2 separate regions of the Sus scrofa genome follow, and region 1 is linked to region 2. A link is a contact called in public HiChIP or PLAC-seq data. All regions are on one chromosome and are shown on one strand. Each heading gives the region's core, a stretch centred on a gene start, on an enhancer-like site or on the middle of the called end of the contact. The rest is flanking DNA. Distances are from core to core; before and after follow the strand shown. Region 1 overlaps ABCB10 (ATP-binding cassette sub-family B member 10, mitochondrial). Region 2 overlaps GALNT2 (polypeptide N-acetylgalactosaminyltransferase 2).

The links. HiChIP or PLAC-seq counts read pairs in DNA pulled down with a chosen protein or histone mark.
Region 1: an H3K27ac HiChIP or PLAC-seq map of alveolar macrophages shows a contact between it and region 2, with 5 times the contacts expected there. The contact joins two enhancer-like sites. A contact is called at or near these places in 1 of 47 Hi-C or Micro-C datasets (fetal skeletal muscle) and 1 of 2 datasets of contacts at active chromatin or transcription factors (alveolar macrophages).

The regions. Positions count from the first base shown.
Region 1 is chr14:60,328,472-60,334,137 of Sscrofa11.1, forward strand. ABCB10 (ATP-binding cassette sub-family B member 10, mitochondrial) reads left to right here. Exons shown (of 13, transcript XM_021072390.1): 7 at 5,445-5,540. Among named protein-coding and RNA genes, the nearest start is that of ABCB10, 21 kb to the left of the region's middle. Within about 2 kb of position 2,845, at least 3 of the 83 cell types and tissues checked have an H3K27ac peak or open chromatin away from gene starts, as enhancers often do. A contact at or near this core is called in alveolar macrophages, where this site is marked.
Region 2 is chr14:59,957,893-59,963,804 of Sscrofa11.1, forward strand. It overlaps GALNT2 (polypeptide N-acetylgalactosaminyltransferase 2), which reads right to left. Exons shown (of 16, transcript XM_001927774.6): 16 at 3,363-5,815. The coding sequence ends at 5,660. Among named protein-coding and RNA genes, the nearest start is that of PGBD5, 120 kb to the left of the region's middle. Within about 2 kb of position 3,054, at least 14 of the 83 cell types and tissues checked have an H3K27ac peak or open chromatin away from gene starts, as enhancers often do. A contact at or near this core is called in alveolar macrophages, where this site is marked.

The sequences.
Region 1 (5,666 bases), core at 1,595-4,094, 370 kb after region 2:
GGAGGTAGAAGTGGACAGAGCAGTTCCGCGGCTTTACAATCTAGGCAGCTACCTAAGGCTGTGGGAATTTCATTGAACAAGTTGACTTGGATTTTAAGTTTTTGTGAAGCTGTTTGGAGTAATTCTGTAATGAGTCTGCAAACAAGAAATCTAATTAAATAAAGTAAGAATTATTTTATGTTGGTTTCTGCTTAGAACAGGTTCTGCTGAAACCCCCCACACAATAAATTTTGCATCTGTTCTCTATTGAGAGAGGGTCAGAAATGCTATTTGAAGAAAAACATTCTTGTTTATTTTATACCAGAGAATGCTCTTACATCTTCCTGTTGAACCCCAGTGTCTTTTTTTCATAGTTGTTTATTAAGGTGAAATTCACAGACATAAAATTAATCATTTTTAAACTTACAACGCAGTGGTATTTAGTACATTCACAGTGTTGCGCAACCGCTACCTCTGTTTAGTTCCACCTCAAAGAAAGCCCCATACTCGTTAAGCAGTCTATCTCCATATCCCTCCCTCCCCAGCCTCTAGCAACCACAGTGTGCTTTCCATCTCTGTGTATTTACTTATTCCAGGTATTTTATATAAGTGGAATTATATATTTTGTGGCCTTGTGTGTCTGGCTGCTTTGACTTAGTATGTTTTCAAAGTTCACCCACATTGTAGCATGTACTTCAATCCCTTTCATGTTTGAATAATACTCCATTGTGTGACTAGACCACATTTTGTTTATCCAGGGCCATTTTGTTTTTGTTGCTGTTTTCCAGAGTCTAAACTCTTTCTTTTTTGGAGGGGCCGCACCTACGGCACATGGAGGTTCCCAGGCTAGGGGTCCAGTTGGAGCTGTAGCTGCCGGCCTACGCCAGAACCACAGCAATGCCAGAACCAAGTCGTGTCTGCGACCTACACCACAGCTCATGGCAACACCAGATCCTTAACCCACTGAGCAAGGCCAGGGATCGAACCCACAACCTCATGGTTCCTAGTCGGGTTCGTTTCCTCTGCACCACAACGGGAACTCCCAGAATTTGAACTCTTCATTGTGAAACTACTTTATTGTGACTCTTTCTCTTCTTTTTCTTCCTTCCTTCCTTTCTATTAATAGACTTTTAAAGAGCACTTTTAGGTTTACAAATTTGACCAGAAAGTGCAGAGAGTTCCCTTTGCCCCTACTCTAGTACAGCCTCCCTCATTATCAGCATCCCCCACCAGAATGGTACATTTGTTATAATCGATGAACCTACCCTGACACATCGTCCGTCACCCATGGTCCAGTGTTTACGTTACATTACTGTAAGTGTTGTATGTTCTGTGAGTTTGGACAAAGGTATAATGACATGTATCCACCATTGTGGTATCATACAGAGCAGTCTCACTGCCCTAAGAATCCTCTGTGCTCTTCCTGTTTATCCCTCCCTCCCCCAACCCCTGACAGCTTCTGATCTTTTTACTGTCTCCGTGGCTTTGCCTTTTTCAGATATCATATTGTTGAAATCACATAGCATGTAGCCTTTTCACATTAGCTTTTTTCACTTGGTAATATGCATTGGAGTTTACTCCATGTCTTTTCATGTCTTGATAGCTCATTTCTTTTATTTCCTTTTTTTGTTTTTTAGGGCTACACCTGAGGTGTATGGAAGTTTTCAAGTTCGGGGTCAAATTGAAGCTGCAGCTGCCGGCCTATGCCACAGCCATGGCAATGCAGAATCCGAGCCGCATCTGGGACCTACACCATAGCTCATGGCAATGCCAGATCCTTAACCCGCTGAGCAAGGCCAGAGATCAAACCCGTCTCCTTATCAATACTAGTTGGGTTTGTCCCATTCAGCCACAACGGGAGCTCCTGATAGGTCATTTCTTTTTAATGTTGAGTAATAGTCCATTGTCTAGATGGGCCACAGTTTAGCCCTTTGTGGAACATCTTTGTTGCTTCCAAGTTTCAGCAGTTATAAATAAAGCTGTTATAAACATTCATATGCAGGTTTTTGTGTGGGCTTAAGTTTTCAACTCCTTTGAGTAAAGACAAAGGAGCACAATTGCTAGGTTGTGTGTAAGAGTATGTTTAGTATTGTACGAAACTGCCATTCTTCCAAAGTGGCCATACATTTTCCATTCCTACCAGCAATGGCTGAGAGTTCCCGGCATTCTGCATCCTCGTCAGCATTTGGTGTCATCGTAATTTGTCTCTTGTCTTTTTTTTTGTTGTTGTTGTTGTTGCTATTTCTTGGGCCGCTCCCGCGGCATATGGAGGTTCCCAGGCTAGGGGTCCAATCGGAGCTGTAGCCACCGGCCTACACCAGAGCCACAGCAACGCAGGATCCAAGCCGCGTCTGCAACCTACACCACAGCTCACGGCAACGCCGGATCGTTAACCCACTGAGCAAGGGCAGGGACCAAACCCGCAACCTCATGGTTCCTAGTCAGATTCGTTAACCACTGCGCCACGACGGGAACTCCGTCATCGTAATTTTGGATTGTTGTTGTTCTAATAGATTTCTGGTGGTATCTCTTTGTTGTATTTTGCTTTTCACTGATGACATGAGGTGGGGCATGCTTTTATGTACTTATTTGCTATTGGTATATCTTCCTTGGTAAGACATCTGTTTATCCATGTTTTAGTTGTCTATTTGTTTTCTTATTGTTGAATTTTGAGAATTCTTTGTGTGCAGTGATCTCCCCTTATCCACAGTTTCATTCTCTGCAGTTTAGTTACCCTGGTTGACTCTAGTCCAAAAACATTAAATGGGAAGTTCCAGAAATAAACAAGTCATAAGTTTTAAATTGCACACCATTGTGAGTAATGTGATGAAATCCATGTTGTCCTGTCTGGGACATGAGTCATCCCTTTGCCAAGCATATCCCACCTGTTGTTACATAATAGCTGTCTGGATTATCAGATTGACTGTCTCAGTATCTCAGACATGTGTGCATGTGACCTTGTGTGCACGTGACCCATATTTTTCTTAATAATGGCCCCAAAGCACAAGAGTCATGAGGCTGATAATGCAGATCTGCCCAAGAGAAGCCATAAAAATGCTTCCTTTAAGTGAAAGGGTGAAAGTTCTTTAATAAAGAAGGAAAAAACATTATATATGCTCAGGTTGCTAAAATCTACAATAAGAACGAGTCTTCTACCTGTGAAACTGTGAAGAAGAAAGAAGAAATTTATGCTAGTTTTGCTGTTGCACCTCAAACCACAGAAGTTATGGCCAGAGTGCCTGATTAAGTGCTTAGTTGGGATGGAAAACACTTTAACTTTGTACAGTAAGATTCTGTGAGAGAGACCATGTTCACCTAATTTATTACAGTATATTCTTATAATTCTGCTTTATTATTCGTTATTATTAGCACTCTTTCTTTAATTTATAAATTAAACTCTTAGGTATGTATGTGTAGGATAAAAATAATGGTTAATCCTTGAACAACATGGGTTTTAACTGTGCAGGTCCACTTATACACAGATTATTTTCAATAAATACATGCTATAGAACTACATAATCCACAGACACACATACAGAGGGCATACTACAAAGTTACACATGGATTTCAAACATACAGGGGTTGGTGCCCCTAGGCCCTGTGTTGCTCAAGGGTCAGCTGTAGTATGTGTAGGATTCAGAACTATCTTGAGGATTTTGGAATGTGGATAAGGGGGAGCTACAGTGTTTTAGATGTTAGTCCTTTGTCAGATGTGTCTTTTGCAAATGTTTTCTCCCAGGCTGTGACTTGTCTTCCCATTATCTTGACAATGTCTTTCACAGAGCAGAAAATTTTAATTTTATTTATTTTTTTGTCTTTTTGCCTTTTCTAGGGCCGCTTCTTGCAGCATATGGAGGTTCCCAGGCTAGGGGTCTAATCAGAGCTATAGCCGCTGGCCTACGCCACAGCCACAGCAACTTGGGATCTGAGCTGGGACTGCGACCTACACCACAGCTCACGGCAACGCTGGATCCTTAACCCACTGAGCAAAGCCAGGGAGCGAACCCGCAACCTCATGGTTCCTAGTCGGATTTGTTAACCACTGCGCCACGACGGGAACTCCTGAAAATTTTAATTTTAATGAATGCTAACTTAATTTTTTTTCATGGATTGTACTTTTGATATTATACTTAAAAAACATCACTGAGGAGTTCCTGTTGTGGCTCAGTGGGTTAAGAACCTGATATAGTCTCTATGAGGGTTCAGGTTTGATCCCTGATCTCACTCAGTGGGTTAAGGATCCCGTATTGCCACAAGCTTCCATGAAGGTTGCAGCCATGGCTTGGATCCTGTGTTGCTGTGGCTGTGGTGGAGGCCAGTGGCTGTAACTTGCATTTGACCCCTGGATTGGGAACCTCCATGTGTCACAGGTGTGGCCCTGAAAAGCAAAAAAAAAGCAAAAAAAAAAGGGGGGGGGAGAGAGAGGGAGATTATTGGGAGTTCCCACTGTGCTACAACAGGATTGGCAGCATCTTGGGAGTGCTAGGATGCAGGTTCGATCCCCAGCCTAACAGTGGATTAAGGATCCAGCATTGCCGAAGCTATAGCTTAGGCTGCAACTGCAGCTCAGATCTGATCCCTGGCCTGGGAACTCAATATGCCATGGGATGGCCAAAAAAAAGAAAAAAAGAGATTGTTGAAATATTATTACCAAATTTCTTTTCAATTTCTGGCCTAGTAAAAATTGTACTTGTTGAGTGTCTGAAAGGAGGGTTTTATGAGGGTTTGATTTTGTGGCTGTGTCTTTAAAATGACTATTAGGGTACTTTATATTCCTTTTAATAAGTATGGGGTAAGTGTTATATTTTATTTGTATTGCTGTTTTTTGACTACGTAGTCTTTCTGTGTAACCGTGTGATTTTAATTCAGGGGTTGATTAGTATGACTGTGTATTTATAAATTCCCTGATATGATCAACATTAAATCCTTATTAGAAGTAATGAAATTGGTGGAGGAGAAGCCAAAGGAAAACAAGGGTATGAGACAGAGGGGATTCTGATGGATTCCCAGGTAGTTGCTTGAAATCCTTTTTTTTTTTTTTTTTTTTTTATTTTTTTATTTTTTGTCTTTTGTCTTTTGTTGTTGTTGTTGTTGTTGTTGTTGTTGCTGTCTCTTGGGCCGCTTCCGCGGCATATGGAGGTTCCCAGGCTAGGGGTTGAATCGGAGCTGTAGCCACCGGCCTACGCCAGAGCCACAGCAATGCGGGATCCGAGCCGCGTCTGCAACCTACACTACAGCTCATGGCAACGCCAGATCGTTAACCCACTGAGCAAGGGCAGGGACCGAACCCGCAACCTCATGGTTCCTAGTCGGATTCGTTAACCACTGCGCCACGACGGGAACTCCTGAAATCCTTTTTTGAAAGTAAGAGATTTTATATTAAAAGCAGGTTATTTTTACTATTCCCAGAGGGCCATTTCCTGGTATCAGTGATAGATGTGTGTGGCTTTGCTTCTCATCCTCAGGTCTGAGCTCTTTCTATTCAGAGCTGATGAAAGGACTGGGTGCTGGGGGACGCCTCTGGGAGCTCCTTGAGAGAGAACCTAAGCTTCCTTTCAATGGTGAGTCTCAAAGGGGTTTGCTTTTTGTCCTTGGGATTAAACATATGTGGTTTTGGACAGTTAGACCAGCTTCCTGCCCTACCTGTGAAGGATGAGCATGATCAGGCCGTTGCCCTTTCCACATGA
Region 2 (5,912 bases), core at 1,804-4,303:
TGGAATCTAAAAAAAAATAAATGAATATAACAAAACAGAAACAGACTTGCATATTAGAGAAAAAACCACTGGTAACCAGTAGGGAGAGGGAAGGGGAGGGGCATAATAGGCAGAGGGGGTTAAGAGGTACAGGCTATTATGTATAAAATAAGCTATGAGAATAAACTGTACAAGACAGGGAAATATAGCCATTTTTTTAATAACTTTTTTTTGTCTTTTTAGGGCTGTACCCACAGCACATGGAGGTTCCCAGGCTAGGGGTCGAATCAGAGCTGCAGCTGCGGCCTTCGCCACAGCCACAGCAACTTGGGATCCGAGCCGCCTCTGCAACTTACCCCACAGCTCACGGCAACGCCAGATCCTTAACCCACTGAGCGAGGCCAGGGTTCAAACCTGAGTCCTATGGATACTAGTCAGGTTCATTACCAATGAGCCATGATGGGAACTCCTATAGTAACTTTAAATAGAGTATAATCTCTAAAAATATTGAATCACTATGTTGTATGTACCTAAAACTAATGTTATAAATCAACTACTCTTATATAAATTTAAAAAAAGAATAATCCTCTTTGTCTCTATGCTCTTCTTACTGGGCATCCGTGACCCCTTAGCCCTGGGTCTCAGAATAAGAGGAGTCAGCCCCCCACCCCTTGCCCTTGGCCAGTGTGAGTGTGACCTAGAATTGCCTTCAGGGAGGAGGAGGCACATTGGGGGATAGCTCTATGGTCCTCTCCCATAGAACCCTGCAAGTCCAACAGCTTTCCTTCACCTCCCCGTTTCTGGTCTCTTTCAGTCCAAGCTGGTGGCATTTCTGCTGGGAGAAAACTCTCAAAAGCCTGACGATGGGTTGATGGGTCCAGGCCATGAGCAGAGGGTCTTCATCAGGTCTTAGCTGGATAAGCTCCTCTCTACTGTGGCTTCTGTGGAGACGGCTGATTGGCTCCATCAGTCACAAGCCCATCATGTCTTTAGCAAACACTGCCCAGCCTCAGTATTCTCTCCAAACATGCTTTCATATTTTTTAACCACGTGGACAGGTTGAGAATTTTCCAGCTCTTCAAGTTCAGGTTTCCTCTTCTGAGGATCTTTCCTCTTGAATGTGACGACAGGTGTCAAGTAGAAACCAGGCTGTGCCCTCCTCACTCTGTTGAGAGCCTCCTCAGCTGTCTGTCCAGGCTGAACACTTGCAGGGACTCTGCCCACAAAGCACGAGAACACAGCGCCACCAAGTTCGCTGCCACTTTCTCACAAGGACCGCCCTCCAGTTTCCAGTCTCTCCTTCCTCATTTCCATCGAGCCTTCAGCAGACCCTTAACATTCATGTATCTGCTGACACTTTGTTCCCAATGATCTGGGTGCACCTCTCAGAAAGGAGATGCTTATCAACAGCTACCCTTTTCTCTTTGAATCACCTTTAACATCCTTTTTTTTTTTCTTTTCCATTTTTGGTCGCCCCACGGCATATGGCGATCTGGGGCCAGGGATTGGATCCGAGCCACAGCTGTGACCTAAGCTGCAGCTGCTGCAATGCTAGATCCTCAACCCACTGTGCTGGGCCGGGGATCGAACCTGAGTCCCAGTGTCTCCAAGATACCACTGATCCTGTTGCACCACCTACTATCCATGTTTCTACCGACAGCTCCTTCAAGACAATCGAGGTGTTTTCTAAAATGCCCCAAACTCTTCCAGCTTCCACCCACTTAGCAGCTCTACAGCTACATCCACACTTCCTGCACCAAGGTGGGCATCCCCTTTCAGGAGCTGTCTAAGCAGAGTATACAGACTGGGGGACAGTCAACAGAAACGGGTTTTTCTCACAGTTCTGAAGGCTCAACGTTGGCGACCAAAGTGCCAGCAGGGGTGGTCCCTGCGAGGCCTCGCTGCTGGGCTTGTCCACGACCATCTCTCCACCTCCCAGTGTGCACTTCTATGTCCTGACCTCCTCTTCTAAGGACACAGTCACACTGGGTGAGGGCCCAGCCCGATGGTCTCATGCTGATGCCCCTCTTGAAGGACCGTCTCCAAGTACACTTGCATCTGAGGCCTGGGGGTGAGGAACGTTGAGGTCCTAACTTTAACGTATGAATCGGGGGTGGTGGTGGGGACCGGCAGTGAACCTCAAATAGTTTCCACTTCCAGAAAGCCAGCCCCAGGGCTTAGTGACATTGCTCTGCAGCTCTGTCCCCACACCCTTTCCCAGCAGCCCTTCAAGCCGTTGTTCCCAAGGGAAGACACATGGGCCACGTTCACCCTGTGGCTGGTGGTACAGGGCCCTGAAAACTGGGAAGCACTCAGCCAGCCAGGTCCAGCCTAGTCCTACCGGAGGGGTGAGGGGGATGGGGGAAAGCTGAGGTATCAGCTGGCCTCTGCCCTGGGTCTGGTCTAGCCTCCCTCCCTTCCTCTTCTGCAAACCCTGAGGGCCGCCAGCCTCGCCCACAGATCCCAGCCTACCACATGGGGAACGTGCCCTGGTGTGTGGCCCCCACCAGCCTCGTGTGACATGTGCCGTCACCTGTTCCTCACTGGTGGTCGGGCCTGGTTCCTCGTGCACCTTCCCCACCTCACTCCGTCTCTCCTTCCCTGGCGGGGAACTGGGCACTACATCGGCGTCTGCATCTCACACATGCGGGCAGTGACCTTTTGCTGAAAACTCAGCACCTGTGACATCTCCCCAGATCCTGTCCGTGTACCAGAAGCACACGACCGCAGTCCAGAGTGAGGACAGAGCCCTCGATGTTGCAGCCCGGTGCCAGGGTGCTAGGGAGCGGTCAGTGTTGTGTCCCCACACACCCATGGGGCTGTTCAAAGGGAGGTGTCTGTCAAGGCTGAGGATGCGGGGGGAACACCACGCCTGCCTGGGATGGGACTGGAGGAGCCAGGTAACAGGTAAATAGCAGATCGACTTAAATACTTTAAAAGCTGTGAAGACATCAGTTGCCTTAGTCCTTCCCTGGTTAGAGTGTAGACTCTGGGTCTCAGTGCCCAGGCTGACCAGGTGAATACTCAGGGGTGGTGTGACCTTGAGCAGGTTAGCCTGTGACCTTGAGCAGGCTGACAGCTGCAAGCACTAGCTTCCCCAGCCAACTGTAACACGCAGCCCTAACGCAATCGCCTAGGTTACTGTGAGAAGGGCTGGCATGCTGCCTGGAACATTAAACACTCCATGAATGATAACGGTTACTATTACAAATAAGAATTCACACCAAAAGGGCACAGTGGTAAGAGGGGAATGCATTTTAAAACTGTGATAAGACATGGTCATTGAGCAGCACCCCCTGCCAGGACAGACCATAACCACACTCCCCAAACACCAGTCACATCCATCCCATAAAGACCAACAGTGACTGCAGCCACCAGCAATGTTATCTATAAAGTATCTTCTCTTTATTTAAGTTAAACAATTTTCAAGGATGGTTTCCATCTATAAAATGGACAAAGTACAAGCTCTGTACAGCAGTTCTTTTTAAAAATCAACTGGAAAAAAAATTACCAAACTATATTTTGAATTTGCAAAACATACTCACAGATACCATCATTTTAGCTTTTATGAAGACATAAGAAAGACCAGCACAGAGAAGACAACTAACTTTGCCACGCTTTGCTCAAAGGGCTCTTAGGAAAGAATCTTTACTTGTAAAAACAGGAGTGGGAGGGTGGGGTAGTCTCGATGACTAAAAAGTAATGCAACCACAGTAAGTCACTTTGGCACACTGTGTCATGTAAACATAGCTCACCCCTGGGGGCCCTCCCAGCCCATCTCTGCTCACAACGCCCACACCCCAGCTCAGAGGCAGGGAGCTGCCCCCCCAAGGGCCTGGGAGACCCATCTCGATGGTACGAAAGTTGGTAAGACTTGGGGGGGGTAGGGGTGTGGGCGAGGATTTGTCAAGAACCTGATTAAAGTTGGTTTTACTTCAAAGCCCAATTTGTTTTCCCTCTGTGGGAAATTTTTTTTTCCTAACAGCAGTAGTACCTCACAGGTGACAGGATCTGGCCATGGGACCCTGGGGCCTGTGACTGCTTCCCACCCCACCTGCGCTCCACAGCCTCACCCAGGTACCCAGAACTCTCCCCAGGAGCTAACGTGTAGTCAGGATCAGCCTCTGAAGACAGAGGTGTGCACAGCTGATCCAGCTGTGGCCTCCCTGTTTGCTGAAAACACAGCTGGTTGGGTGGCAGGGGGCAAAAGACAGGACAAAGTCACCCAGCCACCTCCATGCTGATCCCACTGTCATCAAGGGAACACATGGGGGCTTCTGAGGTGCAGGGAGAGAGACTAACAGCACCCTCTTTCCTAGAAGAAATATGCAGGAGGAGCTGCATCAGCAGTGTCAACCTGGCAGAACCTTCTGGGGCCCGAGGATGTCCAGGCATAATGCATGTCCCACCACCAAGCCAGCCTCTTCACGACCAGGCGTGCGTGCGGGAGGGGCGGGTGAAGAAAGGAGGGCAGTGACCTCTGACCAGGGGCCCTCCTGTGGGGGCTGTGGCTGGTGACTGCTGCACGCGGGGCACCTCAGAGACAAGGAAGTGTCACGTGGGTGTTGGGCAGTGACCTGGCTCCTTCCTGTGACTGTTTAGTTCACAGCTGTCTCCTGGTTTATACCAACACATGCTTCCTAAACCACAGCTTCCTGTTTTGTGCCCTGAATCCTCAGGCGTTGTTTGGTCTCCACTTTGCCTAATTCTTGACCAAAGCCCCCGAGGCAGGCAGATTCCAGGGCCCAGGTGACCCTGACAGTGGTGGCGGCGCACCAGGGGTCCTCGCAATCAGCAGCACAGCCTGGGCCACCTCCCTCCATCCCTGGGAGCTGGGGGACTGTTTTCTTAATTCATTTCATCCTTAGAGGAAAGAAACTGAATTTACAAAAACCCAAAGTAGTATCTGTCAAAATAAGTAATCCGTCCAGGTTTACAAACACCAAGGGTATGAAAAGTGGATTCCAACACAGAGCGTGACTCCCAGCTGAAGTCAGACTGGGAGGCTGGGGTCGGGGCGGGGGTGGGGGGGTGGGGCCTCCCGGCCAGGGCAGCACCTACTCACCTATAAGGCTCCAGGGGCGGCAGAGGAGGGGGGGGCTCCCCCTCCTGCCGGCTGTGATCTGCTTTGTGGAGGGTTTACACGATGAGCATGACCTACAGAAACCATAGGGAACTGACCGTACGTTCTCTCTCTATGCTGGCGTTTAGTGTCCCGCCGCAGAGGAGTTCGTTTCCAAACAGAGCAAGTACACCACGCGGGACAGGGGCTGCGCCGGGAAGACCAGCGGAGGGTGGGGAGGGGAGGGGCCTGCGACAAAAGCGCGCACAGCCACGGGACCCGGCTGGCCTGGCCGCCCCGTGGGATCCAAGTGGAGATTTCCAGAGAGTTCTCCTCGCTGTGATGCCGCAACGACCCCCTTCCCCGCCCGGTCCTCCAGCTGTGGCGCCGGCGCTTGGACGTCACCCGCTGTGGGGCCGCGGGAAGCGGGCGTTGGGGCCCCCGGGGGCCGGGGAGCAGCCCCCTCCCTCGCCGCTTCTGTGCCGCCCGCCCCCGGGCTGGGGCCGCAGCTCTCGTCTCCAGACCATGATGGAATACTGAGGTATATAGTTTCGTGGAAAGTCTAAGAAACGTAATCGATAGCGTGACCACCTTCCCGGCCGGGGGCGCTACGGCCCCCTACTGTTGCAGGTTGAGCGAGAACTTCCACTGCTGGGACAGCGCGGGGCCGCACACCTCCACGCTCAGGCCCCCGTTCTTGGCCGCACGGCTGTCCAGACACAGGTTGCTACCCACGTGCCGCAGCTTGGAGTTGCCCTCGATCTGCTCCCATTTCTGCGAAAGACAGGAGAGCACCTCACAGCACGGGGCACCGACAGGAGGAGGAGGCAGCTGCTCTCACGGGTCTCCTGGCTGCGTGAAGAATGCACCC